Regions from separate parts of the Mus musculus genome. Here region 1 is linked to region 2. Evidence: chromatin contacts called from public Hi-C data. All regions are on one chromosome and are shown on one strand. The core of a region is the stretch at or near the end of the contact, and the rest is flanking DNA. Distances in the headings are between cores, read along the strand shown.

Region 1 (3,179 bases), core at 67-2,566, 350 kb before region 2:
TAGTCCAAAAAGGGGAGAGGGACCAGAGAGATGGTTCCATGCTAATCCTTTCTGCCTTTATGGGTACCCATACATGTATAGAATATACAGACACACACAGACACACAGTCACACACACACACACACACACACACACACACACACACACAGAGAGAGAGAGAGAGGAATAAATTAAATACCTTTTTATTAAAAAAGAAAGAAAGTCTGATTATTCCCATTAGCAAGCTCTGATGAGAGATCTATGCCTTCAACAGCTGTCTTTAATTGGGAGACAGACATGATTCAGGGTAAGTAGCAGTGAATGAAAGACCTACGGTAAGGATTGGAAGCTTGAAGAGCCAGAGGCTCACTTGTATCCCCCTTGCCTGGGCTCACATACTTCCCCCCTTCTCTGAAGACTCCCAGAAACCCGACTAGGTAGAGAGTCTGTCTGGCCCCTTTCCTCTTACAGACCTTGCAGGGAGAGAGGCAGAGTGTCCTTACTTTTAACATTGGCTTTGTTTTAATTTGGACCTCACGGGCATTTTATTAATGTATTCTTCCCAGTATGTCTCAGAGCTCGAGAGGCGGCTGCTGCTGCTGCTACTACTGCTTCCCGAGCAAGGCTCTTTCAGTTCTTCCTTATGGCAGCTACATTTGTTTGCAAGCTGTCCAGCTGTGGCTGGGACTGGAGACTGCAGCTTTGGAATGAAGCACATCTGTAGGAAGCCAGGAGAACGGAGCTCTTGACCTTGACCCCTTGACCCCGACCCCCATCCTTCTTGTACCCTGAGCAACTGAAACTGGTTGCTAACTGTTTTATCAGATTAGATCGACAGTGTCGCCAAAGTGGAGGTTAAGAGGGTTCCCCCAAACTAGTAATTATCACTGGGGTGACACTGAGATACCAAAAGAGTCTACGTAAGTCCTTTCCATTTAGACAGATCTAGTGAGAAGAATGGGAGGAGGATGTGGTGAGTTCAATCATATTCTGAGGGTAAAGGATAATGCAGACTGCCTGTCCTCTCCTAGAAACCAAAGGGTGGCTGCATACTGGCTCTACCTCCTTCACTGTGTGCATGGCTCTCCTCTGGGCTTCAGCCTCCCTAGTTGTCAAATGTAGATTAGATGACAGTCCATTAGAATCTCCCATCAGTGCCTGACCAGCAGAGGGAGGTCCATGGGAAATCAGGGGACATAGCAGAAAGCGTGATAAGTACACAGTTTTGTGGTAGTCATTTTTAATTTATCCAAAAATTCACCAAAGTGTCACAGTCCTCTCCCTGTCATGGTTTTTCAAATTTACTGTACAGCGTCACTCTTGTCTCCATGTTGAGTCAAACTAGCATCCTCTTGGGGTTTCACTAACTCCCGCCAGCCCCCAGGCACAGCCAGATGCCATTTTGAAACTTTGATTTTGTTTTGAGATAGGGATCTTAGCCCAGAAGCCCCAACTAGCCTGGAGCTCACCATGTCTTAGAGGTTGGTCTTGAAGATGCCATAGTCCTATCTTAATCCCCTTGGTCCTGGGATTACAGGTCATGTCCTCCCATAACAGGTTAATTTTAAAAGCATTAGAACCAGAAGATCTCACGTGGATGGTTGAACCCTCTATTTCCTGGCAGCTTCCATTTTTTCAGCACAGTTTAACGTACCTTGTACGGGGACAAGATCATCCATGGGCAACAGCAAAGAGAATGGCCTTGGCTTGACTTATTCAGTAGCTAGGAGCTTTAGGATGGCTTTGGGTTGCCCTGAGATTACAGGCTTGTCTTTGGAGCTGGGTATGGGTGTGGGTGAGGTTGGGGTGGATTTGCATATACAAATTAGACAGAGGCATATTTGCATATACAAATTAGATGGAGGTACTTTTGCATATACAAAGTAGATAGAGGTGCATTTGCATATACAAAGTAGATGGCATACAAGCACCTCTAGAACTCTCCTGGGGTTTTATCTTATGGGTATTTTTTTTTAACAAGTCGGATTGACATTTTCCATAGACAATTCAGTATCGGTTCTTTTTTTTTTTTTTTTTTTTTAAAGTGTTGTGGCTGTAACAGAAAGGAATAGTGTCATTGTCAATAACATCCAAACAGGAGGAGGTCTGACACACTGCAGCTTTTTTACAGCCCGATTACAGGTTCACATGAAGACCCGTTCAGGGAGAGAAAACGTAGCTGCATTTCGCTCTTCTGAAACAATGATTATAAACAAACAGGTTTCTATTAGGATCCACCCCCCACCTGCCCACCACACATGACAATCTCTCATTATTTCTTTGTGCCTAAATACACTGCAGTCTACTTCAGAAATAATGCTCGTTAGCCTAAAATGACTGAGCAAATTCCAGAAAATGCGGATGTCCATCGATTACAAAAGTCTCTTATAATCCCTTTCAGATCTACTTTAGTTCAGTCATTTAAGAAGTTGATCCTCAACACATCACAGTCTCAAATGACTGGAAGTGACACGTATCCCCTTGTTTCCATTGAGATAAACGAACCCAACCAGAGCTCTTTCACTGAAAAATGACCATCAGTTTGTGTTAGGTAACGTTTCTCAACCCCAAAGCTATAACGATCTTGGCATATTCCGCTGAGTAATCAAAACATCAGCAAAATGTAGCAGCTAAAACAGAGGTGTGTGGTAAGAAGTACAAAGCCATATCAGAGTTTACTAGCAGGGTCCTCTCATAAAGACTTTTAATGAGATTTCTGCATCAAAATAAGTGAAACCATATGGAATGTTAATTATTCTTAAAACATAGTTTTAAGGGAAAATAAATACACGTTAGAAGCCTTAAAAAAAAAAAAAGCAACGTGTCTATCTGTGTGTGAAGTCTGTGCTTCCTGGAAGGGTGAATGTTGATGTTCCAAGTGTGACTTCTTTCCGTTTTAAATTACCCCGGCTATTCTGGCTTTCTTCACACGCCCTGGGTATTGAACTTAATGCACATGGAAGGGGCCTGCCTATATCTATTAGGTCACCTAGATGCTGTGGGGCAAGAGGGCTGCTGAGGACCACCTGTGGCCTCTGCTTGGGGTCTTGTTTGAGGCAGCCTATAAACACAGGGAAGGGAGGTGGGTACTCTCATCTGCTCCTATGTCTGAGTCTGCCACTGTCTCATTATTATTTCCACCTTCTAAAACTTGAGCTTGTCAGAATTTCATTTAGGGGGATGGGACGGGTGAGGGAGA
Region 2 (2,944 bases), core at 78-2,577:
TTACTGGAGGTCAACTCAAGGCAGACGGTTGGGTGTGGGAAGGAAAGTTTCGAACACTAGAACTATCCTGGGCACAAGGGGGATCCTGGGGGATATTGGAGGATGACTCATGCATTCAGAGTCGAACCTACCATTGTCTGGAATCATCCCTAAGGCCTTATTTTCTCCTGTCAGTGTTCAACATTCTTGGTCTGATCCCTTGGAGAATTTGAGCCCACAACTACCATCAGACCAATACCCCTGGGCAAGCTCCATTGGCCAGCAAAGTGTGTCTCAACAAGTCAAACCCAGCTCTGGGAGAGCCAGGAACTCATCTATGGAAAGCAATGCCCCAGTCTCCATTTCCAGACAGTGGCTTAAATTCAAATGTCGAGAAGACAAACTGAAGCAAGATGCCATGGCCCTCACCCCAGGTCCCTGCCATGCCTGGGAGGGATCAAAAGGCTAATAGGGAATCTGCAGTTCCTCCTGCCATGGTGGGAACTCTTTGCTCTGGAAAGAAATTCTTCCCTGGATGAAGGATAAAATGATCCCCTTAAGTATTTAGGATGCTGGACACTATGGGTCCCCTCCCCAAAGTCACAGAGTGAACAGAACCCTCTCGGATATGTCCCCAAGGAAACAGGGGACTTTCCTTTAAGGAAAACACATTCTCTATGAAGCCAATTCTCTGAGCTTTATAGAGGAATCAGTGCTTTGAAGAGAAGATCTTTTTCATCTAGCTCCACAGGCCAGCTTATTATTAGCAGACATTTATGTGGACAGTACCCAACAGCACAAACACACTTTGTATTTAAATGACACAGTCTTTGGTGATTGTTTTACTGTGTTTAAATCATGGTTGTGGTGAGGAATTTGGGGCAATTTCAGCATGCTGCTCATACAATACATTTTTGGAGGATGATATTGACGATATAGACAAGTTCCAGGTGCAGATATTTTTGTAAATCTCCTCAAAGCCACAGTACATTCGAAGAGAAAAAAAAATGTCACTTTTACTTCTTCAAATTAAGGGCTCCATACAACCTGTACCATGCAAGCCTCACACATGTTTATTTATTAGTGGTGGAAGAAGCAGGATTGGGGAGGGAGGGAGGGAGGGAGGGAGGGAGGGAGGGAGGGAAGGAGGGAGGGAGGGAGAAAGGGGGGAAAGGGAGAAGGAGGGAGGGGAGGGAGAGCGAGAGCGAGACTGAGAGAGAGAGCGAGAGAGAGCGAGAGAGAGCGAGAGCGAGAGAGAGAGAGAGAGAGAGAGAGAGAGAGAGAGAGAGAGAGAGAGAGAGAGAGACTATGTTCCTGATTAGTGGCCAGCACTGACTTCAGCCATGGGGCGGTGGCGCCACCTTCTGGCCTTAAGCAGAGAGACTACCTTCCTTTTCAGTAGGAACGTGTGTGTGTGTGTGTGTGTGTGTGTGTGTGTGTGTGTGTGTGTTTCCTATTAGGCTGCCAAGAAAGTCATAAATGGCTGTAAAACTCAGTCATATTAAAGAAGGAATGACATAACTGCTGACTGAGGCAGCTGATGCCGCCAGTGTCGTGCACAAGGCTGACTGAGTCGGGGAGAAATCTAGGAGATGTTTACAGTTACTTTACAAACGGTGAATTTTAAGTGTGAGGACAGTTTAGGTTATCATGGATGTTCAAACTTAAGGGGTGAGCTGCCCAGAGAGACGCTCATTATATTGGTTATCTGTTCCTGCATCAACCTGGGTCTTGCTCACCTGTCTTTCTCACCACGAGCACTTATACCAAGGGATTCCATTCCCTATGGCTTGCTTCATCCTCCAATGGCGACATCTTTTGCATGAGAGACCTTGGCAGATGTTGAAACAGCCACCGCCCCTCCACTGCCCTTGTCTGGTTTGGGTAATTCGATGAATACACTATATGTTCTTTCTCAGTTGCCTATGTTCAGTGTCTAGTGTGTATGACGTTTGGTACTTCCTGGTTCCTCATAGATGATGAAGTCTGGGTTCGTGGTGAAGCTGGGCCTGCAATGTTTCTGTCAATGTTGGGAGTCTTCCTCAGTCAGTCATTTCTCACCTTCCTTTTTAAGGACAGTGTCTCTCACTGAATCCAAAGCTTAGCCATTTGACTACACTAGCTAGACAGCAAGCCCCAGCATCTTCCTCCTTAGCGGTGAAATGACACATTTTTTAAAAATGTGGGTGCTGGGAATCCAAGCTTGGGTCTTCATGTCCACCCAGCAAGCACTTTTCCCACGGAGCATCTCCCTCAGTCCTCATTGAGTGGTTTCCTTTTTCTTTCTTTGTTTCTTTCTTTATTCAAGACAGGGTTTCTCTGTGTAGTCCTGGCTGTCCTAGAACTCACTCTGTAGACCAGGCTGGCCTGGAACTCAGAAATCCACCTGCCTCTGCCTCCCGAGCGCTGGAATTAAAGGTGTGGGCCACCATCACCTGCCTGATCTGTTCTTTATAACTCTTTAGCCACAGTCTGGCCACAGTGAGCCTTCCTCGTGCTCACCACAAGATAGGGCAGCCTTGATAGATACTGCCACAACATTTCTCAGGTGCACTCAGACTACACCCAGCCTCCCCGCCCCGCCTTGCTTGGAGTAATTTCCTTATGCTTCACCTGCTCCTGTAATTTGAGGAGCATCTACCCATGCGTGTTGCATGACTCTTACAACAGGAGACTGCGCCTTCTGACGTTTGAACTGAGAACGCAACAAATTCTGAGCATGATATCCTACTTCTGTCTCCTAAAGTCTGGCAAACTTCACTAACCCAAAAGTACATGGAAACGACGTATCTTTGTGGCTGGGTCAGAGAGTTCACCATCGGGGGACGATGGGACAACCAACTTAACTTGAAAAGGGATTACATGCACAGACTCCCTCTTCTCTTCTTTGTTACTGATAAAAAATTCCCATATATTGCCCCTCCCTAGGATAGCAGAGTGCCCTGCTAAAAAGACCCATCTTCCC

Evidence for each region. A called contact is a pair of places that touch in the nucleus more often than the background predicts.
Region 1: a Hi-C map of the CH12 cell line shows a contact between it and region 2, with 3 times the contacts expected there. The contact joins two enhancer-like sites. A contact is called at or near these places in 9 of 484 Hi-C or Micro-C datasets (the CH12 cell line, adipose-derived mesenchymal stem cells, cortical neurons and 5 more), 1 of 115 datasets of contacts at active chromatin or transcription factors (embryonic stem cells) and 1 of 9 other capture datasets (embryonic tail).

Annotation. Positions count from the first base shown.
Region 1 is chr17:44,610,393-44,613,571 of GRCm38.p6, reverse strand. The region is part of intron 5 of Runx2 (runt related transcription factor 2); the gene reads left to right. Among named protein-coding and RNA genes, the nearest start is that of Runx2os3, 50 kb to the right of the region's middle. Within about 2 kb of position 1,316, at least 40 of the 459 cell types and tissues checked have an H3K27ac peak or open chromatin away from gene starts, as enhancers often do. A contact at or near this core is called in the CH12 cell line, where this site is marked.
Region 2 is chr17:44,260,389-44,263,332 of GRCm38.p6, reverse strand. All of the region lies in intron 4 of Clic5 (chloride intracellular channel 5), which reads right to left. Among named protein-coding and RNA genes, the nearest start is that of Clic5, 73 kb to the right of the region's middle. Within about 2 kb of position 1,327, at least 9 of the 459 cell types and tissues checked have an H3K27ac peak or open chromatin away from gene starts, as enhancers often do. A contact at or near this core is called in the CH12 cell line, where this site is marked.